Regions from separate parts of the Zea mays genome. Here region 1 is linked to region 2. Evidence: chromatin contacts called from public Hi-C data. All regions are on one chromosome and are shown on one strand. Each heading gives the region's core, a stretch centred on a gene start, on an enhancer-like site or on the middle of the called end of the contact. The rest is flanking DNA. Distances are from core to core; before and after follow the strand shown.

Region 1 (6,288 bases), core at 3,438-5,937, 620 kb after region 2:
TACGAGGGAACAAGACCGACGTCCCATCTGGCTCGCCCCGGTAACAGGTAATGATGGTTCCCCGCGTGCGTCCATGACATCGGTGGTTCTCAGCCCCCTACGAAAGCAAGGAGACGTCAGCAGGATCTCGGCCGCATCGCCAGCTGTGCTTCTACAGGGCTCAGGCACTTCTCCGACGGCCACGTTATCGCGTACACAGGGCTCAAGCACCTCTCCGACAGCCACGTTGGCATGTACACATGGCTCAGGCACTTCACTGCCAGACACATTAGCGCATAGCTACACCCCCCATTGTACATCTGGACCCTCTCCTTGCATCTATAAAAGGAAGGTCCAGGGCCTTCCTGCGGGAGGGGGTCGCGCGGAGGGACGAGCAAACGAACAGGCTCTCTCTCTCTCTCTCGCGACGCTTGTAACCCCTACTACGAGCACCCCTGGTGCGAGATAATACAAGCCGCATTCCCCCCCTTGTGTTCCATCTTGCGCCAACCCATCTGGGCAGGGACACGCAGCGATAAATTCACTGATCGGCTCGGTTGAGGGTCCCCCGGGTCCGAAACGCCCACAATGTTTGAACATGAAACAAACGTACTACACTCACCCTAATAAATTTCATTCGTCTGTCATTCCCCCACATGGTCATAGCTTGTAGCACGAGGTAGCTGGTATTAAGCCTATACAATAATGTTTGACATGTAGCTCACACCATGCGATAGAACCAGTCGCCATCAACCACACATACCACAAGGCTCTGGAAGACCGGAACATATTTCGCCCAAAAAGATCGCTCACTCAATGGGAGCAGAAAACGCATAAACATAACACGATGCAAAAAAACCACTGGTCACAACGTGGCAGCACACTTGGCCGGATCCATGCCAAACCTGCAGGCAGCATAATGCATCCACCGCGTCGTTGCAGGTCACCGCAGTCGGTCTAGGAGCCGCCTTCGGCTCTCTTCCTGAACACGATCCTGTCCAGCAGGCTCGTGCCGCGCTTCTTCCTCCCTCTTCGTCGGGTCAGCGTAACCACCGCCGTCCGACCGCGGCTCGGCAGCGAACACAGGACAAACGACGACAATCTGCATCGAGTCCTTGCCGCCGACGTCGGCGCCGTTCTCCTCCTACCGTGTTGCGCTCCTCCTCGTCGGCGTAGCAGTAGCACGGATCTCACCTTCATCTTTCTTGGATAGCACCTGTGGCGTGGGCGTGGTGGGAGTGGGACTGGGAGACGTGGAGGCCTCGACCAGGATGCTCGCGAGCGACTGCGGCTTGTAGTCGGACTTTGCCGAGCTCGTCTTGGGAATGCAAATGGAGTGTTGGGTCCATGCTTCGTCGCCGAAGGTCTTATAGAGAGAAGCGATCCTCGGATGAAGCTGTTTGTATAAGATAGCCGAAGGTTCCTCTTCGTAAAGCTTCGGCATTGCCAACCGACTTAAAGATAGAATGACCTTTTAGTCCATAAATGTCTGAGTCAATGTTGTAAGTTTTTATAAGGGGCATACTTGTAATTCCTCACAGGCTGCGTCCTGTGCCTATAAATAGTGAACAGTATTCCGTTACTGTTCACGCATTCTGATTTTTGCAATCGCATCTCTCGGAATACAACCTTTGTCAAGGCATAGGTATTATTGTATTTAATGATTCAATGTATTAAGTGAATATGATATAATGTATCTGTGAAACATTTATCCATTTTATACCTTTTATTTTGTATTATCTTACAATGTTTATTGAAAGTTTATTACGAAAGTTCAACTTCGTAATAAGACTTTTATCAACCTTCGTCCTAGACCCATTATCCTCAAAGGAATAATGCTTCACGGACGAAGGACAGTATCATTTAACATTTTATGTTGCCTTGTTCTTAATTCATAGCATTTGAGAACAAGTCCCCAACATTGGCGCCCACCGAACAATAGACACTTGGCGAAGGATCGTGATCGTCTCCTGGCACTTGGCGGGCTTGTCAGCCGTTGCGAGGATCTCTGAGCTCTGCAGTGAATGATGTTGATATTGTGAGTTCAGTTCCTGATGGTGTACTGATAACTATAGACAGACACAGTAACTTAACTTACTGTTGCTAAATGACTTTCCTCTTGCGCTGCCCGACGTTCCACATTTGCCTCAGAAGCAGGGCTATATGATCAAGAACATACATAAAAAAATTGTTGACAACATTTTTTTAAAAGTGACGAATACACGTAGCAGCATATAAATCTACCTTTGCATCTCACAGTATGTCGCCGATTTTCTCCTTGAAAGGATACTACTACCATCCTGCTGTTGTAGGGCATGTATGAGTTCTATATCAAGCTTCTGCAGATGATTGGTCGCCGTAGTCTAGCTTTCAATTGACTGAATTGGTTCTTCATCTACATCTGTCTGAAAAGCTGAAGTCGCTGCTTGTTTAGCGCTTTCAGTATCATGCGTACCGTCGATGGTAACTGCACCTGATGGCTTAGCTCCATCAAAATCCTCTGTATCACGGCTCATAGTGTCGGTCTGATCTTGATTCGAGAAGCATTGGCTCACTACGTACTTTAGGATGAGGCAGACCTCGTCTACAAACTTTCCAAGGTCACATTTCCCTTCTAGTAGCTCATGACGGACCTGAACCAGTCGCTCGAAGCGGCGAGACAGCTCAGACTTGTCGTGCGACAGCGCTCTTGATCTTGCGACATCGTCTTCTCGTGAGAAATTTAGAATTTTGCCATTATGGCAAATGGGTTTCGCCGCTTTGCCACCATTTTAAGGGGCTTCTCTTATATGTCATTATCAAAAAAGACGCATATGTTAAAATGCTTTTTCGCAATTTAATAACGAAAAATCGATTAGAGAAGAATAGCCTTCTCCGCTTCTCTTTTTCTCACTGGTGAGACCATCAGCCAACCACCACCGACGTTGTCCAAAGCAAACTCAGCACGCTGCTGCTATTCGTCAGTGCTCTGGTTAAAGTTAAGCGCATAGCTCTGGTAGTCGTAGTTGAAGGTCCCCAGCTGTTGCTTCCACCGCCGCGTGACGCCACTCCCATGTTGAGCGTTGCACCGTCATCGTCCGGGACGTTGCCACCCTGCACAATTTTCACCTCGCTCATGTCTTTTGTCGTCTGGTCTTCATTGTAATCGCCATTTGGAACTCCCTCTTCTCTGGCGTCGCTGCTCGTGGCGTGCTGCTGCTACGACCAAGGCCACTGTGGCAAGCCCGCTGCAGTCAAGAAGAGAAGATATGTAGCCGCGTCGGTCCCGAGGACGGAGGTAGAGGTGGTGTGCTGTTCGGCTGGAGGTAGACGAAGGAAGATTATATCCAATCAATTTTTCGTTTTATTGAATTGCGAAAAAGGCATTTAAGCATATGGGTCTTGCTTGATAATGGCATATAGGCTAAGCCCTTTAAAATGATGGCAAAGTGATGAAACCCATTTGCAATAATGGCAAGGTTCCAAATTTCTCTCTTCTCCTGCATATGCCGCCTGTGCGTGTGTGTCGATGGTAACTGTTTGTGTGGGAAATTACTAAAAAAAGTTGTTTGTGCGGGAAAGAAGAAAAAAAAGAACTAACGTTAAAGGCGGACCGTGTGTCTTGTGTTGTGGCGCAGGGCACCAGCAGCAGTGGGCGCTCCCCTTCGTCGGCGCCGGGCAGGTCAGGCCGCCGTCGCAGCAGGCGCCACCGGATAGGAAGGGCCACAGCGGAGGCGGGGTCATGGATTCAGGCTCCAGATCCAGTGGCGGAGCCAGGTTCGACGACGAAGACAGCCTCACCACGCGTCGCGAGGTCTCCTCCTCGCTCCAAGATACCTCAATTCCACTCAATCTATGCGAAATTCATTCTCCTCTCTTGCTCTTGACTCCAGCGAACGATGTGAAAACTCGATCTTTATCTCGACTTTTGACAATTTCCACCTGGATCATGGAAGTGCCACGAGAGATGGTTCAGATGTACCGAGTGGCCAGTCTGCGAGCAGCGATTTGAGCCCCGGCCTTCCCCGTTCGCTTCATGCTTCCATGTACAGCGCAAGAGCAGGGGAGAGCGCGGATCGAGGCCGCAATCCTGTCTGCGAGCAGTGATTCCCGTCTGCGAGCAGCGATTTGAGCGCCGGCTTGCCTTCCATGTAGAGGGCGGGAGCAGGTGGAGCGTGGAGCGGATCGAGCGACGTTGGCGAGGAGAGAGCAAGCAGATCCCGTCCACGAGCAGCGATTTGGGCGCCGGCTTGCCTTCCATGTAGAGGGCGGGCGAGCAGCGATTTGGGCCTCGGCTTGCCTTCCATGTAGAGGGCGTGAGCAGGGAGAGCGCGGAGCGATCGAGCGGCGATGGCGAGGAGAGAGCAATGGCGCCGATGGGATCTACGGTGAGAGCAGGGAGAGCGCGGGCAGCCAGCGGGGCATGCTTTACCAAAGATTTGGGTAGACGCCCTCGCGTCTACTCTTATAGAGTAGCAGAGATTATACGGTAGAGTGAATAAATAATGCTTGACTCTTCCGCTCCGTTGGTTTCCCGGCTACTCGTGCGCTCCGTGTACTCCGGTGCGCGCTCGGCACGGGCGGCAGAGAGACGTGTGGGCGAGGGGACACGGCGGCCACTCACATAGTCACATCACCAACAGTGGCCGAAACGGCGGGATCAGAACAGATCGCGGGCGGCACGGGCGCCCACACCGCCCACCAAAGCCGGCCCGGCCCCCGTCCCGCCCACCGCGAGCGAGCCCCCAGTGCCCTCCACGCGCGTGCGCCGTCGCGCTCGGGGTCGAAGGCAGGGCCCCCGCCCGCACGCGCCGCTCGCCGTGTCGCGCGCCGGGCCGCGGACGTGGACCGCGGTTGAGTGCCCAATGATTGGCCTTATTTTACTCCCCGGCTGGCCGTTGCCCCCACGTTCTCGCGCCCCCATCGGCCAGCCATCCCCATCCCATGCTCCCTCCCCATCCGTTCCGGCCCTCGCGCCTTTTTTCTTTCCTCGTCCGCCGCCGCCGGTGCGTTCGCCGATTCGATTCCAGCGCCGCGCGCGCGGCCCCCGCCTTTTCTTTATCCCGGGAAGGAGAAAAAGCACACACCAGCACGTCACGTTGTTGCCTGCCACGCGCGGACGGACCGAGATTTTCCGAGAGACGGACGAGACGAGAATGGATCGAGCCGCAAACAACGCATGCATGCAGCCAAAAGCGCGTTACGTTACGTTACGTGCTCCTGACGTATGTCGAGGCGTGGAACGACAGGAGCATGCAAAAGCACTGCATGTTCGCATCGCACGCGGCTGACTGCTCGTTCGTCGCGGCGCGTGCCTACGTCGTACGTGGGTGGTGGTGGTCGACGTCGGCGGCCCCCACCGCCGATCGGAGCTAAGAACAGCTGACAGCCACGCCGCCGCGTCATGGAAAGGCGACGGCCGAGGACGGACGTTGCTTGCGCTGGCCGCGGGCGTGGCAGACATGTATGATGGACACCTTTCAGTACACAGATTTTGCCGATCATGAGTTCAGCAACACAAAAGCCTCTCGATCGATAATCTATATACCTTATCTGCTAGGTTGTTTTCCACGCTCAAAGATCTCCAACTCTCGAAGCAACAACAGGTCCACAGCCTCTTCGCGTGCACATATACATTCCCGGCCGGCACCAAACGGAGAGAAGAAGAAGAATGAGAAAAAAAAAAGGAAGCCTCCCCTTTTGTTTTTCTGATGGTCGGTCGCTAGCTGAAAAACCACGCTCTTTTCCCACCGTACCTCCCCGTCCGTCATGCGAGAGCATGCTAAGAGCAACTCCAATAGTTATGTAAATTTTAGGTCTCTAAATCATAGATTTAAGAAGTTGCTAAATGATTTTGAAGTAAAAAAATGTGAGTTCTCCAATAGTTTTTTAAATATAAGTTGTAATTTTGTTTTGTATTTATCCACATAAAAAATAAGTCACAAAAACTATATAATGCAGTCAACATTTTTGTTTAGAGAGTTGTTAAATGGTTGCCAAATGTAGAGAGAAAATGAGGTTAGATGACAAATTGTTAAATTTAGAAAGTTCGTTTAGAGAACTGTTGGGGAATAGTTTTTATGTTAACTACCTAAATTATTGATTTAAGAAGTCTTTTAGAGAACTACTGGAGTTGCTCTAATGCATGCATGCAGCATGCATCCTAAAGTCGATCACCTACCCGGCCGGAATACAAGAGGACGCACACAAACACGTCCGCAGCCTCAGTGGCCAGCAGGCAGCAGCAGCCCAGACGCACTAACAGCAGGCAGCAGCCTTCAGAGTCCGAGAAGAGTGTGCAGTGTGAGAGAGAATCTATCAAACTTGACC
Region 2 (5,618 bases), core at 214-2,713:
GTCGACATGAGTCCTTTGTTTTTCGGATGATCGTTTCATGTGTTGCATCAATCTTGCCTGCAAATAAGAATAAGTTGCTTTAGTATGGCTGGTCCATAACAAGTGCATGTGACTGTTCTGTGATATACAGATATCGCTTCTCATTGTGCATTTCACTAAATTATATAGTGAACAATGATGAACAGAATGCGGCTAGCAGGACTGGCTCTACACACCTCAGCATCCATGTCGATGCTCCTGAAGGCCTCCCAGTCACTAACACTTGTCCTGCAGAATGCTGACAAGGGCAGCTCCTCACCTACATAATCATTGTAATATACATATGAGCTTTTCCTCAAAAAAGAAGAAGGAAAAGATGACATGTCATATGCATATAAGAATTCTCTTTAAATGATATAAATAGAAGAACAACAAGATATGCACGAGGACACGAATTTCCAGTACTGCAGTACTTGTGAGCATTTAACATGGACATGTTTTAACTTCAAGAGAAAGAATGTTGTCTCTTTATGATTTTGTGAACATAGTCTATAGCTTTTCTAGCATACAAGGGGCAATCGCAAGCAGTTAGTACAAATAGTTAAAGAACATTTGAACTGCGAAGCATAGAAAAAGCATGCTTTTTTAAAAAAATACTGGAGCAGTATTCGGAGCATACCCCATGGTGGAGGAGCAAAGAGGCCTTTGATTTCTTCAACATGAAGGCGTGGGACAAGCTCAATCAGCAAGCGGTCGTTCAACCATCTTCTTGATCTCCGGTTGCTGACCTGAGTGATATAACATTGCAATGTGTAAAGCATTGACCTGCAGACCCCTAACACACATCACAACAAGTCTGATATTACACCAGAACTACTACTTGCATGAGAGCATTCAGGCATGACGAAAAGGAAAAAAAAAACGAAAAAAGGGCAGCAAGGCGTAGAAGGCAGCAGGAACGACCTTGGTGGCCATGTCCTCGAGGGATTCAATCTTCCTCTCAATCACCTGCGAGCGCGACTTGACGCCGTCGCCTGCGTTCACGCAGCACTAAAATAAGGGGCGGATTTGGGGGTTGAGCTCGACATGTGAGCATCGAAAGAGGAGTTTTTTTTTCCTTTCGGGTAAAGGGGATGGGCGGGTTACCTTTTGCGGAATCAAAGAGGGAGGAGTAGAACTCCTCCTCCTTCCGCAGCAGATCGGCGCTCGCCATGGCTGGAACCTTCCAACGGGAGAAGCCTCGGTCTGGTCTTGCACTGCCGACGCGGTCGCCGGGGCCGCCTCACGCGAAGGAGAGGGCAGGCTGGTGGATGCAAGGTCGCGCCGGGCGGCGGAGGTGTGCGGCCTGGTGGAGGGGACTTGGGTTGGGGCAGGATCGGAGGATTGGAGCTTGGAGAGATTCCTCTTCCGACTTGCGTTGCGAGCGGCGACCGGCGACCGGCGAGAGGGCGGTCGTGAGCAGGCAGGAGAAATTCTCTACTCGCGTGTTCGTCTCTCAATGAAAGTGGGCCGCACGTTCAATGGGCCCGCAAATGTAAGTGAGAGAGTTTTTGTGGCCGGTTGATCGGCGGATACGGAAGGGAGGAAGGATATGCGGATCTGTTGCGGATCAGCCTATGCTGCCGTCACTCGTGTCCTCTCCTCTTGAGCACCCTCCAATCAACCATGTGCTAACCTTATTTGGCTAAATTTTCTTTGTTCGTGCGATTTTTGTCATTATCTTCTACCACCTCGGTTCTCAAATGTTTTTTATCATCCGGTAGGTAATTTTTAAACTAAAACTCGACACATAGAAAATAACAGAAAGAATATATATTAAAGGGTGTTTAAATATAGTAGAACGAGTTAGTTGGTTAAAAAACTGCTAGTTGAATAAGCTAGCCAACTAACTAATTTACTAAAAGTAGTTAATATTTAAACTATTAATTATAATGTTTAGATATTTTTAGCTAATGTTAGCAGCTAACTACATTCAAACATGGCCTAAATGTCTGGCCCTAACTCGCAAGGCAAGGTATCCACGTCCTATGTATATGGATTATCTGATCCCAAACAAACAACTTTAGATGTGAGTTAAAAGCGTCGGTCCACAGACGCATAGAGACAACTTTCATGCGGCCGCTACCAGGCTCTTTGCACCACTGCTTGTGATAGCAACCCGTCAAGCAGGGGCGGATTCAGGCCTATGGTCACTAGGGCCCAGGCCCTACTCTTGGACGGACTAATTGTGTAATAACAACCCAAAAATATGAATAGTAACCGAACAACCCAACTAGCAAATGTGGCGGGCTGGCGGCTGCTCGCCTGCTCCTCTGCGGAGGCGCCGGGCGCCGGGGCACGGTCACGCGGACTAGGAGCCGAGCAGGGGCAGCCGGCCTGCACTCCCGCCGGCCCAAGGGCCGCACGCGGGCGAGGCACTACGGGTCTGCGGCAAGCTGGCGAAGTGGCGAGCAGGAGCAGGAGCAGTCGCAGCCGCACATACACCGTGCAGCAGCCAGCAAGCAGCGCAGGCGCAGCAGGCGCAACCCGACAACCTATGGTGAGCCTCGCGTTTCCAATTCCATGGTTTGTGCTTGTTGTTTGACACCGAGAAAATTATGTTGTGTCTAGAAAGTTTCATAATCCATAGTGATTAGTGTTACAATTACAGTGTACAATATGAAGAGAGTTCGAACAATAACATCATTTTATCAAGTCACGTCAAATCAAGAATCAAATGAAATCATTCAAGACGTACAAATTGGGACTAATTTGGATGAAAATGAAAACAATCAAGAATCACTAGATGTTGGGACTACACAAAATAATACGGAATCAATAGATACTGAGATTGGGACTGATGCTAGTCAAAATGTGCAAGGTAATCCCAATGTTATGTTCAATCAAAATAATATTGTTGGTGATCATAGACTTCGAAAACCAATTGAAGAGTTAGATGTGAACATTCGAGATATTGTTAGAAGAGAGTATTTATTGTTATGCCCTTGTCAACCAAAATGTCACATATTTCCCAAGAAGCAAATAGGAGATAGACAAAGAATTTTTCAGGAATGATGGTTCAAAAAGCATGAATTGTTGGAATACAATGTTGCTAAAGATGCGGATTTTTGCTTTTATTGTTTCCTTTTCAAGCAACCAAGAAGGGAAAACTTTGGTGTTGAAAGCTACAGTGGTGCGATAGGGTATGACAATTGGAAGAATGATATTTTTGAAGAGGCCAAGGATTTTTGTCTCAAGCATAATATTGTTGTCCTGGATATGTCAGCGGAAATAGTTAGACGAGGATGTTCTAGAGGCCGTAGAGGACAGTTAGGGCCGGCCCTGATCCCATGCAACAGAGGCGACGACCGAGGGCCCAAAAGTAATAGGGGCCAAATATTTAGTATCTATATCATAATATAATACACTATTTTACACTTTACAAAACTCATCCAACCAAATAATCCACACACCCATAATCTTTACTAAATCCACCAAACAAATTGCACTCATACTTACACAACATCAAAATCAACGGTTCAGATCGTTGAATAACATCATCTCTCTTGCGCACTCAAATCTAATGGACAATATTATTTGGATCATCCTTTAGCCCTCCCCTCCTCACGTCCACACCGCCGTCAACCCCTACCCTCGCGTCACCACCGTCGCCGTTCACCCCAATCTTCCCCTTCTTAGGAACGTAGCATTAGCACGGGCTATATACTAGTAGTAAAATAGTATATGTAGCTAACAAGCCGGTAGGGCTAGGCACACGGACGCCCGACGCACACGGACCACGCGACACATGTTGCCCACTGCCCAGTCATCACACTCACGTTATCGCGCGTCTGTGCGACCATACCCTCCACGTGATCATCGTTCGCCATCTAGCCAATCCAATCCTCCAGGATTCCAGGGCGCTGGGCGCCACTGCTCCATCCCCCAGGCACGCACAGTCAAACAATCAAGATTCATGTTATTTTGTGGCCGTCGTTCTTATTTCTCACCTTGCAAAGTGCTAATCTGCACCGATGTATATTATCTAGCGTCTTAGATATTTTAAAAAACCAATTTCAATGCACATCATCATTTACATACGTAGTACTAATTTGCTCCGCTGCATATCATATAATTTTTGATATAGTCTAGAGGGACCACCATTATCCGTTCGCCTGGGGCCCTCAAAGAGACATTCAAAGCCTTCAATCCTCTCCAAGTGCCAAAATCAAGTCAAGCGATTAAAAGTGTTTAGTGACTTGAAAAGGGTGTTTTGTGTTTCAATTGTTGCTCTTGTTGCTTGGTTGCTTTCTTCATCTCTCTAAACTCTTTAAGTGTTTTGTAAAGTTTGCAAGAGACACCTAATTGTGTGGTGATCCTTGCGGGGTCTTAGTGACCCGTGAGATTGAGAAGAAGCACTCAACTGGTCTAAGTGACCGATTGAGAGAGGGAAAGGGTTGAAATAGACCCGACTGTTGAGGACTTGTTCTCAAATGCTATGAGTTAAGAACAAGGCAACACAAAATGTTAATGATTAAAGACCTTCGTCCTCCGAAGCATTATCTCCCTTAGGATATAATGATCTTCAGACGAAGGTTATGAAGGACATACCTTCATCATCTTAGTATGTAATAATGAAAGTAGAAGCATATGAAACATGGAAAATAACACGAAGAATCATATTGAATTGTCAGATTATTTATATTCTTATTATTTCATCATGGACAAACATTAATAATAGTAAATTACATTTGTACCTTTGGCTTGACAGAAGGTATAAGCCCAAGAGTGACGTGCGAGTGAATACAAGTCAGCGTGAATAGTACGGTGCTAATGTTCATCTATTTATAAGCACAGGACGCAGCTTGTGTAAAATTACATCCAAGCCCTTGACATTTGTTATTGACTTAAGGATAATCTATCGAGTACTAGATAGCCTTTTCCTCTTTAAGTCGGTTTCATTTTCCACCGCTAAGCCGAAGCTTCCCCACACGTAGCTTTGGGGCTGGTTCATCCTTCTCCCAGACCGCACTTTTTATATCGTGTACAACTTCATCCCAAGGCCGAAGGTCCCTGTGAATGTATTATACTTGGAAAACATATTAGTCGTGTTTTTGAGGACCTTCGGAAGATGAAGGCCCCCAACAGTAGCCCCTTGCAGTATTAATTTGTTGTAACAACGAATTCAGACTGCGACGTGAACGAAGGCCTTAAGCCGAAGGTTCGAAAAAACACCTTCACTTCGCTAGAATAGCGAAAGTCAATGACAAACGGGGCCCGCCAAGTTGCAAAGCGCTAGGCGTATAAATAGGAACCCACAACGGCAGCATTTGATACGCCATTTCTGCTGTTTGCGCTATTTTCTCAAATTTTTAACTCTTGCTTATCAGCCCTTGCCTGATTTTCGAGCTTCGGTTTAAAGACGTGCTTGCTCCATGTCTGAGGAGAAGATGACTGAGGAGAAGAAGATAACTGAGGAGAAGAAGTTGTATGAAGAGAATAAAGTTGCGGATCCTTTTATTGATGATTTTTATGAATCTATGGCAAAGACGACTACAGAGAATATTATCAAGGAGATAATGGAGGATTTGTCTGAAAATTCTGATGACAGTGATGATTATGATGTGGAAAGTGGAGATGAAGATTCTAAGGACCGGCCC

Evidence for each region. A called contact is a pair of places that touch in the nucleus more often than the background predicts.
Region 1: a contact with region 2 is called in a Hi-C map of bundle sheath, with 2.7 times the contacts expected there. The contact joins the enhancer-like site here to the promoter of LOC100272960 in region 2. A contact is called at or near these places in 2 of 25 Hi-C or Micro-C datasets (bundle sheath and ear).

The regions. Positions count from the first base shown.
Region 1 is chr8:67,654,309-67,660,596 of Zm-B73-REFERENCE-NAM-5.0, forward strand. No RefSeq gene overlaps it. Among protein-coding and RNA genes, the nearest start is that of TRNAD-GUC, 9.9 kb to the right of the region's middle. Within about 2 kb of position 4,688, at least 20 of the 20 cell types and tissues checked have an H3K27ac peak or open chromatin away from gene starts, as enhancers often do. A contact at or near this core is called in bundle sheath and ear, where this site is marked.
Region 2 is chr8:67,041,408-67,047,025 of Zm-B73-REFERENCE-NAM-5.0, forward strand. LOC100272960 reads right to left here and starts at 1,464. Exons shown (of 7, transcript NM_001147412.1): 1 at 1,126-1,464; 2 at 943-1,013; 3 at 659-767; 4 at 216-298; 5 at 1-57. The coding sequence starts at 1,192.